Regions from separate parts of the Mus musculus genome. Here region 1 is linked to region 2. A link is a contact called in public Hi-C data. All regions are on one chromosome and are shown on one strand. Each heading gives the region's core, a stretch centred on a gene start, on an enhancer-like site or on the middle of the called end of the contact. The rest is flanking DNA. Distances are from core to core; before and after follow the strand shown. Region 1 has its middle 5.7 kb from the start of Gm15266. Region 2 holds the start of Tspyl2 (TSPY-like 2).

Region 1 (6,079 bases), core at 2,126-4,625, 230 kb before region 2:
AGAGTCCACTTTTTTATTTGTGAAGACACTCTGGATTCACATTGCTGACAACTAAATGCACTTCGTTGCAATTGATAGGAGGCTGACAGTGTCTTTCTGTTTTGATATCTTCTAAAAGCAACTTATACCTGATGACATATTAACACAGTGGTTAAGGCAAAGCAATAGAACTTGAATTGATTGTCAGTAAGGTTGGGCTGTGACACTTCCAATTAATGAGAACTTACTGTGAGCCATAGAGTGTGCTGAGAACTTTATAAAGATGTTCTCTGATTCCCTATGGGAATTCTAGAAGATGGAGTGAGACTGGTCTGATTGGTTAGTAATAGCTGAGCAAGGAGAAGAACTCAGCAAGATGGTGTGAGACTCTACCTACTGTAGGAGAAAACCAACACACCCCAGTTATTTAGAGAAAACACTTTAGTGTAATAAGCTATGAACTGAAAACTTGATGTTCTCATCCTACTTTTGCTGCCCCCTGGTTATGAAATAGCCATATAGTCTCTTTAAACATTAGTTTTACTGTCTGGCTACATCATCTGTTTTTTTTAAAGGAAATAAAATTAAGTCATGACTTGAAAGCAGATTTATAAGCTCTAAAATGCTACACAAATGTAAACGGCTACTATTTATCTGGCCATATGAGCCTGGAGTCTTTTCTGCCAGAGACCATAATTTTCTTAGGAATTAAAATTGAGCTAAGCATAGTGGCATATGCTTATAATCTCAGTGCTTGGAAAGTGGATACACAAAGATGTTCTGTATGGTACAGGGAATAACCTATGCCAGCCATATTTTAGGGTTAGAATGAATAAATTTAAGGATATAGCAAGCCAAAGTAAAATAATAAATAGCAAATGATTGATAGATAGATAGCTAGCAAAACAGCAACTTAGATGCTCAAAACATCCAGTAGACAACAACTGAGAAAGCCCCCCTAAGGCAGTCAGATGACCTTCACCATAAAGAGATTCCCTTGGGTGAGGCTTCCAAGTAAAAACAAAACCAAAAGACCAAATAGCAATAGAAAGAGATAACATCACTAAATTATCTCAAGACATCTGGCAGAAACTGACGTAGGACCTTGAGGCAGTCAACTGAAGTTCCTCATTGTGCTTTCTCTCCTTGGCTGTACTCCCAATGATAGAACTGTCCATGGCCGAAACTGCACTCTGCTCTTCCACTGTAGGCATGTTAAATACTATGGAATGAATACTAGTTACATCAATTAGAAATGGTTTACCCTCTAGTTATTTTTAAGGGCACAGTATTTTAACTCTTTGGCTGTTTTGTGATTGTTGTCTCTCTCTGTCTGCCTCAGAGTGAGGCAGGAGAGCCCATCCTGAATCAAGTGAACTTGGAGGACAATTTGAGACAAATATACTTTAATCTGAAATGACTCTGGAACAATCCCAATTTTAAACTTAGCTTCTTAGTGAATGCAAACAGTACATGGCAATTTACCAATGTATGTTATCGAAGACAGAGAGTTTGAGGATACTTTGTATTACATAGTGAATTCTGGGTCAGCCTAGATCTTTCCTCAAAAAAGAAAAAAATATCCAAGCTAACTGTGCTGTAATCTCAGTACTAGGGAGATAGGGACTTGATGATCAAGGTCACCACTGGCTGCACAGGGAGATGAAGGCCAGCCAGAGCTACATGACCCTATCTCAATAAAGAAAAGGAAAGAAGGAAAGAAAGATAAAAGAAATTAATCTGGGTGGAAGTCAGAGGCAGGCAGATCTCTCTGAGTTCAAGGCCAGCCTTGTCTACAGAAAGATTTCTAGGACAGCCAGGGCTACACAGAGAAAACTTGTCTCAAAAAAACAAAAACAAACAAAGAAAAACAGAAGGAAAAAAGAAAGAAAGAAAAAAGGAAGAAATGAAGGAAGGTAGGGAGGGAGGGAGGAAAGAAGGGAGGGAGGGAGGGAGGGAGGAAGGAAGGAAGGAAGGAAGGAAGGAAGGAAGGAAGGAAGGAAGGAAGGAAGGAAGGAAGGAAGGAAGATTATATTTTATATTGAGAAACCTTTCCATGTATTAGGGGATTCTAGGGCAGTCCTTTGGCAAATGATTCTAAACTTACTATAACTTATATTTCTTAGTAGCTATGATAAGTAGCCTTTAGGAGGCCCTCAACAATTCTTACATTTTTTTTTAATTCTTTAATCCTTTTTTACAGTCCAGTCTTCATCCCCCTCCCAGTCTGCCCCCCAACCACTCCCTATCCCATACCTCTTCCACCACCCCCACCCCTATCTCCAAGAGGATGTTCCCCCCAACACACACACACACACTCTCACCTCACCAGAACTCCCTACTCCCTGGGGCCTCCAGTCTCTAGAGGGTTAGGTGCATCTTCTCTCACCGAGTCCAGACCCGGCAGTCCTCTTCTGTATGTGTGTTGGGGGCCTCATATCAGCTGGTGTATGCTGCTTGGTTGGTAGCTCAGCCTCTGAGAGATCCCAGGGGTCCAGGTCAGTTGAGACCGCTGCTCTTTCCAGGGGGCCACCCTCCTCCTCAGCTTCTTCCAGCTTTTCCCCAATTCAATCACAGGGATTCCTAGCTTCTGTCCATGGTTGGGTGCTAGTATCTGCATCTGGCTCTTTCAGCTACTTGCTGGGCTCTCGGAGGGCAGCCCTGATTCTTACTTTTTTAAAGATTTATTTATTTATTTTTATGTATGTGAGTACACTGTAGATGTACAGATAGTTGTGAACCTTTATGTGGTTGTTGGGAATTGAATTTTAGGACCTGTGCTAACTCCAGGCAGCCCTGCTAGCTCTGGCCAACTCTGCTCGTTCAGTCCCTGACTGCTCCAGCCCAAAAATTTATTTATTATTATACATAAGTACACTGTAGCTGACTTCAGACACACCAGAAGAGGGCATCAGGTTGCATTACAGGTAGTTGTGAACCATTATGTGGTTGCTGGGATTTGAACTCAGGACCTTCAGAAGAGCAGTGTTCTTACCTGCTGAGCCATCTCTCCAGCCCCTGATCCCTACTTTTGATATTGATGTTTATGTGTAATCCCTTCCCTGTGGGTGTGAATTAACATACAGACTAGTGTACAATTCGTGTATATGACAAAGGTGATGGGATTTGACTTAAGTGTTTAGATTACATAGAACTAAGACTTCTATCTTGCTAAACAATGATTCTTTAACTTTGTGGTGTGTGTGTGTGTGTGTGTGTGTGTGTGTGTGTTTTACAGGATAGCAAACTCAAGGCCTCTCACATTCTATCAATTGCTTTACCTCTGACTTATACTCCTAGTTCCTTTGTTAGCTTTGATGAAGCAAGTTGCTATGCTGGCAAGGTCATGTGCCAGGAAACTGAAGACCAGGAACTGTGGGGGGGGGGGTCACAGTCCAACAGTCAATGAAGAATTGAAAATATGACAATAACCACCTGATCTTGGTGTGGTCCTTCCTCTACTGATTCTTCTAGTGGTCCCTAAACCTTGACTAACACTTTTATTGTAGTCTTGTGAGGCCCTGAGGCAGAGAACTTGAGGTAAGATGTGCTTAGATTCCTGACCCATAGAGACTATGAAGCAAATAGGGTTGTTGTTCTAAACAACTAAATTTGTGTATGGTACTCAGCAATAGATACTACAATAACCACCTCTTACACACATTCTTCTGCTCTGTTCTTTCTTGTATTTCATACAGCTCTATATTTCCCCTCCATTAAGCTATACTTAAACTTCTGTATTTCCTTCTAAACTTTGTCATTGTATCCTTCTGGAAACCTCACTGGACAGTTAAGGGGCTCCCTTATAGGTTATAAAATATGTGCATAGAGCTGATGAGATGGTTCAGCAGGTAATGGCACTTGCCACTGAACCAACAGTCTGAGCTTAACACCCAGGATACAATATGAAGGATCCTTTGACCCTTCATACAATAGCTAGATAAATACTGTAATAAAATAAAAATATGGGAAATGATCACTATTTATAAAAATGTTAATATTCTTCAAATTAATTCATAAACTTCATGAAATTCAAATAATTTTACATTGATCTTACATATATAAATTGTATCCCTTTGGAAAGATAAAGATCTAGAAATAACTGGGAAAATTCTGAGATGACTAATGAGTAACCATCCGTCTTAGCACTTAATGAAAGAAAGTGTGAGGCTGTAGAAATTAAAGCATAGCGGTACTGATTCAAAACAGAAAACTAGATTAATGGAATACAGCAGAATGCTTTTAAAAATTAGATTCATGAAGAATTTAGCATATTAACAATGATGAATTTATTTGTGAAAAGATAAATTGTGCAATTTACTTGTGATTTGGCAAAAATAGTCATATCTCTATCTTATTGCTTATGCACAAATAAACTCCAAGTGTTCCAAAAATATAAATATTAAGGGCTGGAGAGATGGCTCAGCGTTTATAAGCACTTACTGCTCTTGCTGAAGACCCAGGTTAGGTTCTCAGCACCCATGTGTTAGTTCACAGCCCTCTGTAATGACAGTTCCAGGGAATACAACATCCTCTTCTGGCCTCTATTGGCTCCCTCATGAGCACTAATGTTACTGTTATAACTAATAACATTACATATAACTAATAACAGTAACATTAAATTCTATTGGGATATAATTTGCATAAAACAAAATGCTCACATCTTAGTGAAAAGTTCAATCAGTTTCAATTAAAAACACGAACCCATGTAACTCACATCTCTATCAAGATACATAGTATTTCCATCCTCCTAATTACCCTTCAAAATCAGCCTTCTTGCCGATGTCCTATTGTTCCTTACTTGTATATATGTGATTTCAAGGCTGAGCAGTTGGTATTAGACAACCAATTTCGAGGCTCTTCCCTGGAGAAGACTGGTTCTTCTGCTCTCAGCACTCCTTAGTTGCCTGTAGTTCTTTGTCTAGGGTTGAGGCCCCATGAGCTTTTCTCATCCCGTGGTAGCATGTCTATCACTGTTGTCCTTGTTCAGGTCATGTTTAGGTAGCCATACTGTAGAGACTTCATGGATGTAGCTTCTCTGACATTTCTAGGAGACACAATCTCACAGTAAACTCCCTCTTCTTACAATCTTTCCACCTCCTCATGTGTAGGAGTTGTGTTGTAGATGTATCCCATTGGACCTAAACTTCACAACTCTGCGTTTTGATTGGTTGTGGTTTTCTGTAATGGTCTCCATCTCTTGTACGGAGACGTTTCTTTGATGAAGGACAAGACTTCCACTTATCTGTGAGTAGAAGGATAAATACTTAAAATGTAGCTAGGAATTACTCTGGTTTAGGAAAGTGATGGTAGTGTAGTTTCCTCCAAGATCCATGATCTCACTAGGACTAGACTAGGTTTTCAGTGCCAGGAATGATTTCCTTTTTGCTGAGTGGTCCCTAAGTCTAATAGACAGCTATTGGTTACTGCATACCTTGGCTGAAAGTCTGAGATCCAAGGGCAGGTTCAGTGTTTGATGAGCATCCATCCTTTATCTGTGGGCCTCTTTTTTTTTTTTAAACACATCCTCACATGAATAATGGACAGAAAGGAACTTACAAGATTTCTCAGGCCTCCTTTATAAGATCACTAATCACATTCATGAAGGTGGAGTCTTCCAAAGGCCTTACTTCTTAAAACCAACACCATGTGGACTCAACATATGAATTTTGGGAGAACACATTCATGGCACAAAGAAATTTGTGGATGTCAAGATAAGGATCTTGATAATAGAAAGAATACTCTGGATTGATTGGGTAGGCTCAATCCAACTACAAGGGTAATTACAAGTGAAGGAGAAAGGAGAGTTAGAGAAATGTAACAAATTATGGAAATAAGAGAGGGAAAGAGAGGGGAGAGGAGACAGGAGGGGAAAGTGGAGAAAGAAGAGAAATAAAAACTTTACATTTCTGACTTTGAAGAAAGTGGTCATAAACCAAGGAATGTGGGAAGCCTTTAGAAGTTGGAATTGGCAAGGAAAGAAATACAGAAACACTCCCCCTAACATTAAAGAACATGTCCTTTGCTTTTAGCCCTGAAAACCCATTTCAGGCTTCTGACCCCCAAAACCGAGGATCGAACCCAAGGCCTTGTGCATGCT
Region 2 (6,652 bases), core at 1,212-3,711:
ATACAGAAGGAAGGGGAAATGATAGTATAGGGGCCATAGGTTTATCCTGGGACTATCACTTACCTGAGCGGTTGCGCTGGAACTCCTTGACGATCACCATGTTTGTAAAGTATGGGTTTGTCTGGAAGTACAGCTTCATTTTGTAGCCCATGGAGATATGTCTGAGGTCCTGTACCTGCTCAGGGTGGGGTAATAGTGGTATCTATCCCTCCCAGGGCCCTTCCCACCCACCCCCTCACCTCCAAAGACCAGATTCCTTGGCTTTCTTCTTTGGCCTGACCTGAAGATTGGTCAAGTAGCGGAAAATGTCTCTGTCACGTTGGTTGATCAAGATTGAAATTCTGGGGTGGTTGAGGAACTGATGAGTGGAGCAGTTTAGGTCAAGGATTTACTGTTCAATGCCAGGGAGGGCAGAGCAAAACAGGCTGAAGCAAGGGGGGTCCTTCTGTGTTTGAGTGATGTCTGAGGAGTAGGTGAGTGCTTATGCAATGTTAAACCTCAGCATCAGGGAGCCTTGCCATGGTTCATATTTGCTGTAGGTCTAGATGCTAAGGGTCTCTGACCATGTCCATGTGATTCTTGTGCTTATGTTCACAGAATACTGTATGTCTGGGAGCTAAAAGCCCAAGTCTAAGTACAGATACATTTGGTTACCGAGGACCTGCATTTAAATGTTACATGTATAGGTGTTGATGCTCAGTGTCCACATAATGGATGAATGCCTCTAGAAGTCTGTGTGCTTAGGCCCAGTTGCCTCATGTCTAGATATGGAAGTTATGTATCTGTATCTACTTGATACCCTGTGCCTGACTCCCGAGAGCCTATGATCATGTGACACTTTTTAATCATGGGCCAAGTGTTTATATCTATATAAATTCTACTAAAATGTGTGCATTTCAAATGTTGCATACGTGTTTCCCTGGGAATGAGCTCAACAGTCACCAATAGTGGATTGGATTCTTCCTGTTGTACCTTTCCCTTCATTTAACCACTTGAGCCTCACAACCAAGTGGTCTTTCTCCTGATTCTTCAGGGTTCCATCCCATTTCTACTCTCTCCCCTCTAATGGAGAGGATGGTAGACAGATTTGGGATTTCTAGGTATCTAAGCAGAGACCCAGGTTTATGGAGCCTTGTGTGGTTTGAGCACGCTTCCCGAAGAGCTTATGCGCCCTCCCTCCTTAGTCAGTTCATCACCTGTACTCCCCCCTCCTCTCCTCCTTTCTCTATCTGTTGCTCCGTTTATGGGCTGTGTGCCTTTTCCGTTACCCCTCCCTCTTTTATTGTCTGGGATCCATTTTCTTTTTAAATGTTGCAATGCTACTCTTTTTCCCTTCTGCAGTCTAGTTTTAGATGCGATTTTGCCCTCTTGCCATCCCTCTTCCACGCCTTCTAGAATCTTCTAATGGGGATTCATCATCCTCATCTCTGACCCTCCCCCACACCTCTTCTCTCTCTTCCACACATCTCCCCTTCAGTCATGGGCTTCTGGCCCATGCATACTGATGAGAAGGATACTGCTTTGACCCAGAAGCCTGGGATATGCTGGATGATGAGGTCTCTGCGCTCCAAAAAGGGCCTTCGCATCTGGATGAATTTGCGCTTGAGACGCAAGAAGGCCTTGCCTGCCTTGATGTTCACCGCCTCCAGGTCCATTTGAATGCTCTCCAGGGCCTGCAGTATGCTCTCCATCCTCTGGGCACTCCTCTCTCGGCTCTCCTTCGCCTTCCTCTGCTTCCTTCTCCTCCTCCTCCGACGCTGCCGCCTCCTCACACTCTCCTTGTCATCCTCATCCTCATCTTCCACTATTATGATAGCCTCCTCCTTCCTCTTCGGACCAACTAACATCTGGGGCCCCCACCCTCCTAAGCTACAGGTTTCTAGGGCCTTCTCTCCGAGGCTGCTGGGCTCTGCAACCTGAAAGTCAATTGCCAGGCTTCCCCCAGAGATTTCTGAAGATGGGAGCGTTTCCATGATCCCTGTGGAAGGGGCCTCCCCGAACCCTGACTCCATTGCGTGATCCCATCCGGGACTCTCAGCACTCAGGGTGAAATACGCGCGGATCCCCCCTTCCTCAAGAATGACATAGGGCAGTGGTGGGGGCAGCGTGGGGCCCACCCCCCTCATGTCAGCCAGCACCTGTGCAGCCTCGGTTTCTTCCTGGGGTCTCGGACGCTGCTGGGGTGGAGGCAGGGGCAGTCGCTGGAGCGGTGGGGGTGGCGGGGGCGGCAGGTCGCGCTGACGGGGTTCCGAGCTGCTCAGGCGGGGGGTCTTGGCCGGAGGCCCCTCGTCCGGGCGGTCCATGGTGACCGCACTCACAACACTGGCTCTGCGGCTCTCAGACAAGGCCGTAGCCACCAGTCACACTTGAAGCGGAGCCGCCACACCTCACGCGACCAGCTCTGCTCACCACCTCGCTCTGACGTCCCCTCCCACAGCGCCTGCCCCACTCCCACAGCGCCTATCGCCCAGGCCCCGCCCACTCCCTGGCATGGCGTCTGCTCTGCCCGCCATTGGCTGCAGGCCTCGGAGCTGGCGGTAGCGTTCCCTCAGCCCCTGCCTTCTCTCACGCAATCCGCTTGCCAACACTACACATCATCATTTTCTAATTGGCTCCCTTCGCGCCCACCAATCATCAGGCTGACTGCCCCTCAGTGATGAGAGGAAAACTGCGGGGCGATTGGCTATGAGGAAAGCTAGGGTAGGAGCCCCCTCACCCTCAGTCTTGCAATGTTTTAGCCAATGGGAAAAGTACCAGTGATTCTGAAGACCACAAGACTAGGCCCGGGGAGGGTGGCTGGGAGTGCGCAAGCACCAGGGAACGAGATGTGCTCAAATGAAATCAGAGAGCCTCGCTATCATTCTCCCCGCCCCACTCCCCCAACAACTACGCACTTTTAAAATCTGTCCCTTCCCCCACCAGTTTATGCCTGTGGGGTGAGCGCTGTAGCCCCTCAGTCGCAGGCTGCTTTGAACTGCTAGTAGTTTAAATATCTGAGGTCTTTTTGCTTTGGTGGTCAGGTTTTGACATGGCTTTTTCTATTTCTGCAAAATGGCTCCACAGATGCAAAGAGTAACTTCCTCTGCGTCATTAAAAAAAAAAAAAGGTGATTCAACTAATGTGCTAGATTTTTCTAGAACTTTAAAATTCTCTTTGTCTACACATAATTTCTACCCCAGCTTTTCCTAAATGAATGCGGCTATTAATTGTACCCTAATATTATATTTTATTTTGTTTGTGATCAGAAATGGCTGGTCTTTGATGAGGCACGATGGTGGAGTTTTGGCTCTGGTTCTAGAATCCACATAGCAGGTGACTTCCACTGTGACTTTAGCCAAATCACTGCCCCTCTCTGAGCTTGTTTCTTCTACATTAGACATTCCTAAGGAGAGGAGATAATTGCCCATTGCAGCCTTGCTGTGGTAGCAGAGGAAGGAACCTCAGAATCCATCAACAGGAAAATGGATGTGATATGTGTTTTAGATGGACTACTAGAATAAATTTGATCTATGTATAGCAACATGGCTGGATTTCGCAAAAACAGAATGTTAAGTGAAAAAAGAAACAGAGCAAGATTTATAGTACAATACTGTTTATGTAAATTAAAACACATCAATACCATATATTTTCCACAGATACACATAAGTAAATAAACACATGAACGGTGGTTTGGAAGGACACACATTAAGTACTGAAGAGCGGTGCCTATGTGGGGTTGGAAGGATGGGATCAGGAATGGGTGATGAAGGGGACAAAGCAAAATAATAAAAGGACCTTGCATGGACCAATGATAGAGTGTGCCAAGAACTGAGTAATAGGGTCAGCTCAATTCTGTGCACCTGAAGAAATAAGTAAATAAATAGTAAATTAATTGAGTGCTTAGGGAGTAGGCCAGCTGGGTAGATCCCCAGACTTGGGCTTTTTCGTTATGTTATCTTTCCTTCTGAATTTAGTCAAAGCTAAACCAAGTCCCAGCTGTATACAGTGGAACCGTAAGAAGGACTTGCAGTTTAGGCTGAGCAGTTCCTCTAAAAGCCATTACATTGCAGGGGGCCATTTCTTAACCCCATTGCCTTCATGTTTGATCCCTCCCCTATTCCCAGTTCCTATTTCCATGGTGGTCTAATATAAGAAATACCTTGTTTGAAATTTGGGGTGAGGATTGAATCTCCAGACATTGGGAAGAGATGGGGTTCTAAAGTATTCTCTCCTTACCTGGTGCTCAGAAGCTGGGCCAAAGGAAGACAACTTTATGAGATGGGAGTTGACTCTCTTGACACATACATACATGAAAAATTTCAGGTTCCATCTCCTAAGCACTCTATTTCCTGCTGCAGGCACATACTAAGTTTTGTCTCCTCTCCATTGTGTGTATGTGTGTGTGTGTATACTCTATTTCTTCACATATATGTATTTGCTCACATATGTGTACCAGGCAAGTTTTCCTCAGAGGTTCTTACCCACACAAAGTCACACAGACACACACTATCTCATTCAATCATACCTCCTCATGTGATCATACACAGATAGGAGACATGGACACACACACACACACACACACACACACACACACACACACACAGAGAGAGAGAGAGAGAGAGAGAGAGAGAGAGAGAGAGAACATCCAATATAACATTGTTCATTTCACTTTTTCCATTTACAAAATCCAATGATGAATCCAGGCAGTTAGAAAAAGGAAACGGAGGAAAACCCTCCCGAGTTTACCCTATTTGCCCTCCCACCTTGGTCTTTGCACCCCAGCCCTCAGAAAGGCATTTCTATCATCATCACTGAGAGAATAGCCCCACCCCAAACACACATTCCCAGCCTCTCAGCTCCTCTGGCTTGCTTTTCCAGGGCCACTCCACAACCAGGGTCATCAATATCTCTTCTGCCTAGAGTGCCCCCTTCATTGCTTTTGGGTCAAGACTACCTCAGTTCAGGGCCTATCTTGGGGTAGAGGTGGAGTTTAGGACAGGAGTTTATAAGGAAGGAAAGGAGATGGAGAGATCACTGCCCCAGACTTAGGCAAAGAGTTCCAACTTGGCTCACCAGTCTGTAGAACTGGCCTTGAAGTAAGCCCAAAGTGGTTTTTGTCCATGGAAAAGAGGCTTGGGACCATCCACCTGTAAGAGTGGATGGAGAAAAAACTTCTGGGAAGGATGTTTGGGGCCCAACCAAGGAGGAGCTCAAGGACTGTGAGGCTTGGAAGGGACAAAAAGAGGTCAAGCAGAAATGGACTCAATTCCACAGTGCCTTGAAGTTTGTATAACTTTTGATTATCAAGGTCTCCAAAGAATTTTATTTTAGGGGGGAGTATTGTGAACCCAAGGGATAATTGTGGGGTTGAATTTAGCTCTGACCCCATGGTCTGGGCTCTAGGTACTCTGGAGAGTTCAACTATTTCCCCATGGGTGACTTTCCCTGTCAGCTTATACCCACATCATCCCTAATGGGGACTAAAGTGGATATATATTCCTAGGAGGAAAAGTTAGTTATATATTCCTGGAGGAAGCTTGAGTGAACGTAGCTAAGTTTGGTATATTCTGGTTGAGGAGCCCATCCCCCATTCTGCTCTTCATCTAGCCTGGGCACATCATGGAGGCTCTTCTTTGTATGCTCTTGGCTTCTCAAACAGCCTCAAGAAACACCTGTGAAGTCTGGACATGGTAGGGAGGGATTGGAGATTGGGCTTTGGACCAAGGTTAGCCAAAAACAACATTGCACATAGCACATAGCAATTTAAACATCCTTGCTCCCAAGGAATATAGCACCCCATTTGGTCCCTCTTGTCTGAAGACTTAAGCCAATATTTCCTAAACATCCAAGTCTTGCTAAAGGATTTGGAAGGGGAGGGTGAATGGGAGCCCAGGGGACGATACGATCTCTGGGAATCTATTTTACAGGAGAAACTTCCCATTTCTTGACAATGTCAAAAGGGGGGACATTTAAGCAAGAGAGCCTACTTCCTCAGCTGTTATTATTAAAAACCCTGCATTTTCAGTTTGTTTTCATTTACTGAATCATTACTTTAGAAAGATAGGAGAGGGGAGAGGGAAGGGAAGGCAGGGAGGGCATGGGAAAAGGAGATTGTTGAAGTGGAGGAGGCTGCGGGACAATCCCCACAAAACTAGAAATGCCTCTTTTCCAGTTCCTCACCCCGTTTCCAACCCTAGGGAGGTGTTGGCGAGTTGCCTCAGTTATGGATGGTTTGAGAGCCTGGACTGAAGCTTGAAAGAGAAGGCTTCTGTATGGGTCCCACCCTTCCCCTGCTGCTGGCCCCCGTATGGTGATTCTGACTTTCCCCCTGCCTATCACCTACGGGCTTGCTTCACATGACACAGTAGGGTTCTCTGGGAGCTGGGGCACCTCCTGTGCCCCAGCAAGGGGCATGAGTCCTCAGGCACTTCTTGAGGTCCTTGTTAAGCAGGAAGCAGACGATTGGGTTGACGGCAGCCTGGGCGAAGCTCATCCAAACAGCAGTGGCCAAGTAGCGGTGGGGCACAGCGCAGGCTTTCACAAACACTCGCCAGTAGCAGGCCACAATGTATGGTGACCAGAGGAGCAGGAAGAGCAGTGTAATCGCGTAGAACATTCGGCCCAGCTGCTTTTCACCCTTGACCTCGTCCATGCCCAGTAGCCGCCGGCTAGC

What was found. Hi-C and Micro-C count contacts between places; a contact is called where the count stands out from the background.
Region 1: a contact with region 2 is called in a Hi-C map of B cells, with 16 read pairs. The contact joins the enhancer-like site here to the promoter of Tspyl2 in region 2. A contact is called at or near these places in 3 of 39 promoter capture datasets (erythroid cells and liver), 1 of 484 Hi-C or Micro-C datasets (B cells) and 2 of 9 other capture datasets (adipose tissue and pancreatic islet).

Annotation. Positions count from the first base shown.
Region 1 is chrX:152,114,071-152,120,149 of GRCm38.p6, forward strand. No RefSeq gene overlaps it. Among named protein-coding and RNA genes, the nearest start is that of Gm15266, 5.7 kb to the left of the region's middle. Within about 2 kb of position 3,376, at least 2 of the 459 cell types and tissues checked have an H3K27ac peak or open chromatin away from gene starts, as enhancers often do. A contact at or near this core is called in B cells, where this site is marked.
Region 2 is chrX:152,340,023-152,346,674 of GRCm38.p6, forward strand. Tspyl2 (TSPY-like 2) reads right to left here and starts at 2,462. Exons shown (of 7, transcript NM_029836.4): 1 at 1,518-2,462; 2 at 281-358; 3 at 64-175. The coding sequence starts at 2,303. Gpr173 (G-protein coupled receptor 173) reads right to left here. Exons shown (of 4, transcript NM_001359449.1): 4 at 3,576-6,652. The coding sequence ends at 6,332.